2 separate regions of the Mus musculus genome follow, and region 2 is linked to region 1. The links are chromatin contacts, called in public Hi-C maps. All regions are on one chromosome and are shown on one strand. Each heading gives the region's core, a stretch centred on a gene start, on an enhancer-like site or on the middle of the called end of the contact. The rest is flanking DNA. Distances are from core to core; before and after follow the strand shown. Region 1 holds the start of Clec4a4 (C-type lectin domain family 4, member a4). Region 2 has its middle 22 kb from the start of Clec4n.

Region 1 (3,929 bases), core at 385-2,884:
CACAAGAAGAGAACAATGTCCTCCCACAAGCTACTATCCAGAGCTGTTTCAGGAGCTCTAGATGTGACCAATATCAAAGTGAGTGGAGAGTCCCCATGCAGGTAGTTATGTACCTGTGGCAGGAGGCAGAGTGTTCAGAGGATCAGCTTCAGAAGAAACAGGATATGAGCTTTGCCTTCCCAATACTGTAGGCAGCTGAGAGAAAAGTGGGATCCCACACAATGGTGAGGTGTCGCAGACCCTCTGATCCCTATGTCTGCGTGGAACGGGTCTCTAGTCGCAGGTGGGCAAAGCATTGGATGATATGACAGACAGATGTACACAGGAGAGGTTGTGTAGAATCTGAATGTATTTGTCAGGTTGAGCATCAAACTTTTTATAGTACAGAAAATACAAGGGTCGGAAGTCACAGCAGGCAAGGTACATTGAAGTTACCAGGTACAAAACAAAGGAATGACTTTAAAAGGATTTACAGGAACCAGGTAAATGTTTACAGTAAAGATAAAGCAGTCCTGTCTAGGGTCAGCTTAGTGACAGGCAAGGATTTTACACTTTAGTGTTATACCTGTGAACCTTGTGAAGGCTAGCACCAGGGGGTTCTGCTCTTGGCAGACCTCAAGAATAATGTAATATCACAACCCACCTAATTTCCTAGGCCTTGCTAAATTCTTATATGAGTGTAACTTTTAAGTATCTGGAGAATCTCCAGTTGTCAGGAGAATATACCAACTTGCTTTTAATATTCAATGTAGCCTTACTGAAGATTTCTATCTTGGAGAGATTCTCTGGCTCTTTCTGCAGACCAGTTGAGCCACTGGCTCTGTCTATTGTAATGCTTAATTAGTTACTGAATAGGCTAACTTCCTTACTGCCTTCTCACAGGATTTTAAGCTCTGGCCGCTTCTGGGATCTTGGAACACTGGGGAGACTAACTATAACATAATTTAATCTTAAAAGGTATTTATAATAAAATATTAAAAGAGAGCTCATAGATCCATACACCAGACTAACGCAGGAATAGAGTATATGGATAAACTCCAGGAGGTGAGCTTCCTTGAAACTCTCTGCCTTGTGAGTGGCTTTTAGGCTTCACAGTCTGTCAAGCTGACTCGACTGAAGTGCGTGGCAGTGAGGGACAACGATCCTCTAGAATGTGATATCACAATTTGTTTCTTCAGTCAAAATCAATGTCATGTCTTAAGTGTTTGCCCATTTTGTCTGGTTTTCCTTAAAAAAAAGGAAAACTGGTTTGCATATAGAACTGCGCGAGTTTATGTTTGCTGTGTCTTAGGATAGAGTTCTCTAATAGCATGGTTCCTCTTTTCTTCTCCTTCCTATTTCTTTTCTTCCCCCTTTGAGTTCCCACTTTGCAGTCCTTGCATACCTCGCTGAGTGGGTTTGAGGGCTACAATTCTTATTTTCTTGTATTAAGAGGTTGGATTTCCCCTGTGTGACCTGAGTGATTCCGTGCTGTGGTTTCTTGTTCTCATGTGGTTTAACCTAGTGAGACATGCCTCTTCTTTCATACAATTGTGTGACATGACAACCTGTTGCTGCAATTGGTTCTCACATACTACAGAGCCTTAGAGAGAGAATGAGTTGTGCTTTCTGAGGGAGGCAGGTCTTTTCTTGAAATGGCTTCAGAAATCACTTATGCAGAAGTGAGGATCACGAATGAATCCGACTCCTTGGACACCTACTCAAAATGTCCTGCAGGTAAAACAAAACAAAAGGAAACAAAACCACCTTTCTGTACTTATGTAGACTGGAGGATAAAGGAATGGCCACTAGCAAAGTTAGGTGGTATTTGTGAATGATTCTTTGAGCGCTCCCATCTGGTATTTTACTGGAGTCTTAGTTGTTTAAACTATTTGTAGATCAACTTGAAGAGCTGGACAGTTTTATAGTGGGAAGGAAAAGCTTTCTCAGAATGTTTTTTGCTCTTGCCATTTACAGAAACTAAACCTTGAATCTTGCTGCATTTACTGCTCTATACAAATGAGCATAAATACATTTTTTTTCTGAAAATGAAGTCATATTGTTTAATAGTGATCTCTACCTTCTATGTTTGACAGTATTTTGTAACTTCATGAAAACTGTTTCTGTGTTGAGATTTTATCTTGAAGGAACTTTTTCATTTATACTATAGATCACAGAAGAACCTCTCACTTGATGGCTAGTTGCTGTGCCACTAAATTGTACCTTCCTCCATGAAGTTTCCAGCCATGTGGTGGTGGCTAGCAGACAGACATTATGCTAAAGTGATGGACTATGAATAGAAATATTTATCTGTTATTGTATATGTGTCTTTAATATTTTGGCAGTTTGGAAGTTATTTATGTATACAGTGCTGAATCTATAATAAAGAACACTAAGAAAACATAGTGAAATGAAAATGTATTTACAATACTAATGTAAAGAAAAGTTGTAGGCCAGGTGGCACTATTTATGTTGGGTCATCATGCAGGAAAACACTTTATATGCACATACTTTAAGATTTACTGCAAGGGCCAGGATTGGCCTAATTCCAGCACTGAGGAGGCAGAGGCAGGAGGATCACTGAAGATTTGAGCCCAGTCTGGTCTACATAATGAGTTGCAGACCATCCAGTACTACACAGTGAGATCCTACCTCATTACACTTCCCTTCACACACACACACACACACACACACACACACACACACACACACACACACACACCTCCATGAAAGGCTATGAACCAAGTATTTTCATATATATATATATATATATATATATATATATATATATATATATATATATGTACATATATATACATATATACACATATATATGTATATACACACACATATATATTTTTCAGATCTCAAAATATTAATATCAGTTATTTCAACAGTGTAAGTTTGTGCTTTTATTTTTCTGTTACTTGAAATGTTCATACTATTAGTAAATTATGTATCCTAGACAAAATGGGAAAAAAGAAGTGTGGAAAAGAAGAAACAAGGATGGACTTATTTCTCATGAAATGAATGTGCTTCTCCTTCTAGCTCCCAGAGAGAAACCTATCCGTGATCTAAGAAAGCCTGGTTCCCCCTCACTGCTTCTTACATCCCTGATGCTACTTCTCCTGCTGCTGGCAATCACATTCTTAGTTGCTTTTATCAGTAAGTATCCTGCACACATCAATGGGCCTTGTCTGCCTTAGATGAAGACAGGTTCCACTCTAGCAGTTGGCATTTAATGGAAATATGAAGAAGAAATATTCTTTGGTGAAAATTAAAATCACATTCATGAGTGTCTGTGTGGGACTGTCTTTATTAGGCTAAGAGGTCAAATCTACATTTTTTTTCATTTGCATCAAGATGTCAAGCTGTATGTGTACAGGGCTCTTTCATCTAATGTGAACTTGTGGACAAGAAAGAGCTAGGAAGAAATTGTCCAAGAAGAGTTCTTCAGCTAATTCCTAGCTGCTTCTGTCCTGCCCAGTATTATGAGAAATCTAAAAGCAACCTGAGCAAATGGGTGGATTTCTGTTCATCAAAGATTTGAGAGTGTATGAAAAATTTTTAAAAAATGCATGAAAAGTCGTATATTTAGGATGCTTTACTCATTTGTTTACACACTCAGAGTAAAGTAATAGTAATAATATAGTAATAGCACACAATAGTGTATTACAGATGATGTGTCAGACCAAGTCCAGGAAGAACACAGACTCTGTTCTCAAGAAATTTAGAAGAAAGTCAATGAATCAGTGTCAGCTAATTATAATGCCAGACTCTTATTATCCCAGCTACTCAGGATGTTAGATAGTAGGACACTAAGTGTGGAGCTAGCCTGGGCTATGTAAAAGAACTATATCTGATGAAAATAAACTAGGGTCTGCAACATTGTTCTGGAAGTGTTGTGTTGTGATAGCTATTCTTTTTCTTATTATTATTTAATCTTTTTT
Region 2 (3,929 bases), core at 863-3,362, 220 kb after region 1:
TGTATTACTGGGACTATTGATGCTGGTTAGCTGGAGTTAAGAAATTAGCGGTGATTAAGAAGAGACCAGCATCATTGAGGTGACATCTTCTGGGAAGTGTTTTCTGAAAGCACAAAGAGGCTGTGTTCCAGAGATGGCCAAGGTTGTACTCCTGCTGCAGCGGGACTTGGTAATATGTAAGGGTCACCCGGGTGGTACTGGTTTTGAAGGCATGAAGGGGGTCACGCAAAGCAGCTGAGGCTCGGCACTGTGAGAGGCCATGGAAGGCCATTGGTGAAGGTGCAGCCTCAGTTGCAATTGAAGGCCCAGGACTGAAGGGGTCATGCAGTGTTTTGGAGATGCCAGTACCATGAGATGACCACCAAGAGCAGCAGCAGCAGTGGAGTACAGGCATCTGGAGCCTAGAGGATGATGTGTGTGCTACAAAGGGCCTGGCTGGAGAAGTGACCCAAGCCCTTGGAGGAGCCCAGAAGATCGTGAGTTGGATCCCAGACATTGGACGGTTGGAGATTGACTTTTGCTTTTGATTGTGACTGTGCCCTGATATTTTCCCTCTTGAAGGAAGAAACTGTTTTAGTGGAGCCCACAGTTAAGAGACTTTTAATTGTAAAAAGACTTTGAATTTAAAGAGATTGAAATTTTAAGAATATGTAAAGACTGTGGGACTTTTAAAGTTATTTAGATCTTGGGGATGAATAAGATTGTAAGGGTTGAGGCTTACTAGTGATGTTTTTGTGTGTCAAGTTGACAAGGGGTCAATTGTACTAGCTAGTTTTGTGTCAACTTGACACAGCTGGAGTTATCACAGAGAAAGGAGCTTCATTTGAGGAAATGCCTCCATGAGATCCAACTGTAAGGCATTTTCTCAATTAGTGATCAAGGGGGAAAGGCCCCTTGTGGGTGGGACCATCTCTGGGCTGGTAGTCTTGGGTTCTATAAGAGAGCAGGCTGAGCAAGCCAGGTGAGGCAAGCCAGTAAAGAACATCCCTCCATGGCCTCTGCATCAGCTCCTGCTCCCTGACCTGCTTGAGTTCCAGTCCTGACTTCCTTTGGTGATGAACAGCAGCATGGAAGTATAAGCCGAATAAACCCTTTCCTCCCCAACTTGCCTCTTGGTCATGATGTTTGTGCAGGAATAGAAACCCTGACTAAGACAGTCCTTTAAGGAAAATTCAGATATACAGGATGGTGCTATTCTCATTTTATTGTACTATGTATGGATCTTAGTATTTACTTCTATTTTATTTGACAGTTTGTGCCCTTCATCAACAAGTCAGAGATCTCAGCACCCAGTCTTTACAACCATGTATTCATTGCTCCAATTCCTGAGATAACTTAATAAGTTACTAAGTATGTAATTATAGTAATATTTTATAGATTATCTTTCCATTTAATTTCTCTAATGAGTTGCAGAAAGCACTAGCCCCAGCCACTAACATGCAGTGATTCCTGGTTTGTGTGTTGTTTAATTAATCTTTAAGAATAATCATGGATTACAGTTTAGAGTTAGGTAAATAAAGAATGAAAACATAAGGCCCAACTTGTTAATGTAGCAACAATGATGATTAAAACACACCCATGTGAACTTGTATACTTCCTATAAAACATAAGAAATATTAAATATTCTTTATTAGATATTAAATGAAAACCTTGCTAAAATATCTTTAAGTACAAGGTAGCATCCTTTGACACAAGAAATTCTAAATTGGTGTAGAAAAAAATAATATAGACAATTACTCCTGTTTTTTCTAACATTTCATGTAGCAGGCTAATGGTGACAAACGGAAACCTACACAAGTCTTGCTCAGCCCTGAGCCAGTAAGTGAAGGAAAAATATCTGGTTGTGTCATGTGATACTTTCCTGAAGCAGGCTCATGTGATGTTTTGCTGAAGTAGACCCATGAAAGGACATGTGATAAAATCTTAGGAGAGATTAAAAGTAGGACACAACAAACAGTGATGGAATGCTTGCATTGTCTGCTGTGCAATGCTTAGTTGGTCTAGCTTCTTCATTGATCTTTATTGAAAGAGACAAGGCAGAGAACTTCTCTTGGTGTTATGACTGGTTATGTTCACTCCTGCTGACTCATGCTGAGTCAGTGGAAGCTTAGCTGTTTCTGCAGAATCATGCTGCCACTGCTGATTTGTGTTTGGTGGCATATTTGAGCTGGACTGTTGGTATCCTGACACTACTGAACTGGATTGCTGGTATCTGGACAATGGAGATTGGAATTGTCCCAAAGAAGTACTTCTAAAGAGGTGCAGATCCCCATTGTCCTATTACCATCTGCTCTCCTCTATCTTTATTTTAGAATGTGAGCTAAAAGGGGGATCAAAGTATTTGAGAACCCTTATGACTGTAGGTTTTAAAAATTTTAGGCCTTCAAGTCAGGCACATTTTTTCCAGTGTTCAGACTCTTTTATATAACCAGTTACATAAGTCAATGTGTGAAAAACAAACAAACAAACAAGCAAACAACCCTCCAGCAGCTTCTGAGGTGGCATTACTACCTTTGTGGAAAATTGAATGTTACTAATTAAGCCAAATTTTCCCTTTAGAAATGGGAAGCATGGTGGTTGTGCCATTTTGCAATTCTACCAGTTATTGAGGACTGTTTCTTTTTCTCCACATCCTTGCCAGCATGTGCTTGTTGTCATCTGAGGTTTTGGTCTTAGCCATTCTGATTGGTGTAAGGTGGAATCTCAGAGTTGTTTTGATTTGCATTTCCCTGATGACTAAGGACTTTGAACATTTCTTTAAGTGCTTCTCAGGCATTGGAGACAATTGGAGATTCCACTGTTGTGAATTCTCTGTTTGGTGCTATGCCCCCCCCCTTTTTTTTATTAGATATCTTCTTTATTTAAACTTCAAATGTTATCTCCTTTTCCAGTTTCCACCAACTCCTGGAAATCCCCTATCCCATCCTCCCTCCACCTGTTTCTATGAGGGTGTTCCTCCACTCACCCACCCACTCCCACCTCCCCACCCTTGATTCCCCTACACTGGGACATCTATCAAACCTTCATAGGACCAAGGTCCTCTCCTTTCATTGATGCTTAACAAGGTCATCATCTACTACATACGAAACTGGAGCCTTGTGTACTCCTTGACTTAGTCCCTGGGAGCTCTGGGGGGTATGGTTGGTTGATATTGTTGTTCTTCCTATGGGGTTGCAAACCCCTTCAGCTCCTTCAGTCCTTTCTCTAACTCCTCTACTGGGGACCCTGAACTCATTTCAATGGTTGCCTGCAAGCATCTGCCTCTGTATTTGTAAGGCTCAGACAGGGACTCTGAGGAGACAGCTATATCAGGCTCCTGTCAGCATGTACTTCTTAGCATCAGCAATAGTGTCTGGGTTTGGTAACTGTATATGGGATCAATCTCCAGGTGGGACAGTCTCTCGATGGCCTTTCCTTCAGTTTCTGCTCTACATTTTATCTCTATATTTGCTCCTATTAGTATTTTGTTTTCCTTCTAAGAAGTATACCTCATTTTTAAAATTGAGTTATTTGGTTTTTTTTTTTTGAGATATCTTCTTGAGTTCTTTATATATTTTGGATATTAACCCTCTACCAGAGGTGGGGTTAGTGAAGATTTTTTCCCCCAATTTGTAGGTTGCTGATTGTCCTATTTTCTGTGTCTTTTGCCTTACAGAAACTTTTTAGTTTCATGAGGTCCCATTTATCAATTTTGACCTTAAACCTGAGCCACTGGAGTTCTATTTAGGCAATTTCCCACTGTGCCAATGGGTTTAAGGCTCTTCCTATTTTCTCTTCTATTTGATTCAGTGTATCTGATTTTATGTTAAGGTCCTTGATCCACTTGGACATGAAATTTGTGCAAGGTGATAAAAATGGATCTATTTTCATTTTTCTACACACAGTCTGCCAGTTAGACCAGTACCATTTATTGAACTAGTACAACCACT

The links. Hi-C and Micro-C count contacts between places; a contact is called where the count stands out from the background.
Region 2: a contact with region 1 is called in a Hi-C map of bone marrow-derived macrophages, with 20 read pairs. The contact joins the enhancer-like site here to the promoter of Clec4a4 in region 1. A contact is called at or near these places in 1 of 39 promoter capture datasets (macrophages), 1 of 484 Hi-C or Micro-C datasets (bone marrow-derived macrophages) and 4 of 9 other capture datasets (adipose tissue, liver, macrophages and 1 more).

Annotation. Positions count from the first base shown.
Region 1 is chr6:122,988,733-122,992,661 of GRCm38.p6, forward strand. Clec4a4 (C-type lectin domain family 4, member a4) reads left to right here and starts at 1,635. Exons shown (of 6, transcript NM_001005860.2): 1 at 1,635-1,716; 2 at 3,028-3,144. The coding sequence starts at 1,635.
Region 2 is chr6:123,205,554-123,209,482 of GRCm38.p6, forward strand. No RefSeq gene overlaps it. Among named protein-coding and RNA genes, the nearest start is that of Clec4n, 22 kb to the right of the region's middle. Within about 2 kb of position 2,113, at least 21 of the 459 cell types and tissues checked have an H3K27ac peak or open chromatin away from gene starts, as enhancers often do. A contact at or near this core is called in bone marrow-derived macrophages, where this site is marked.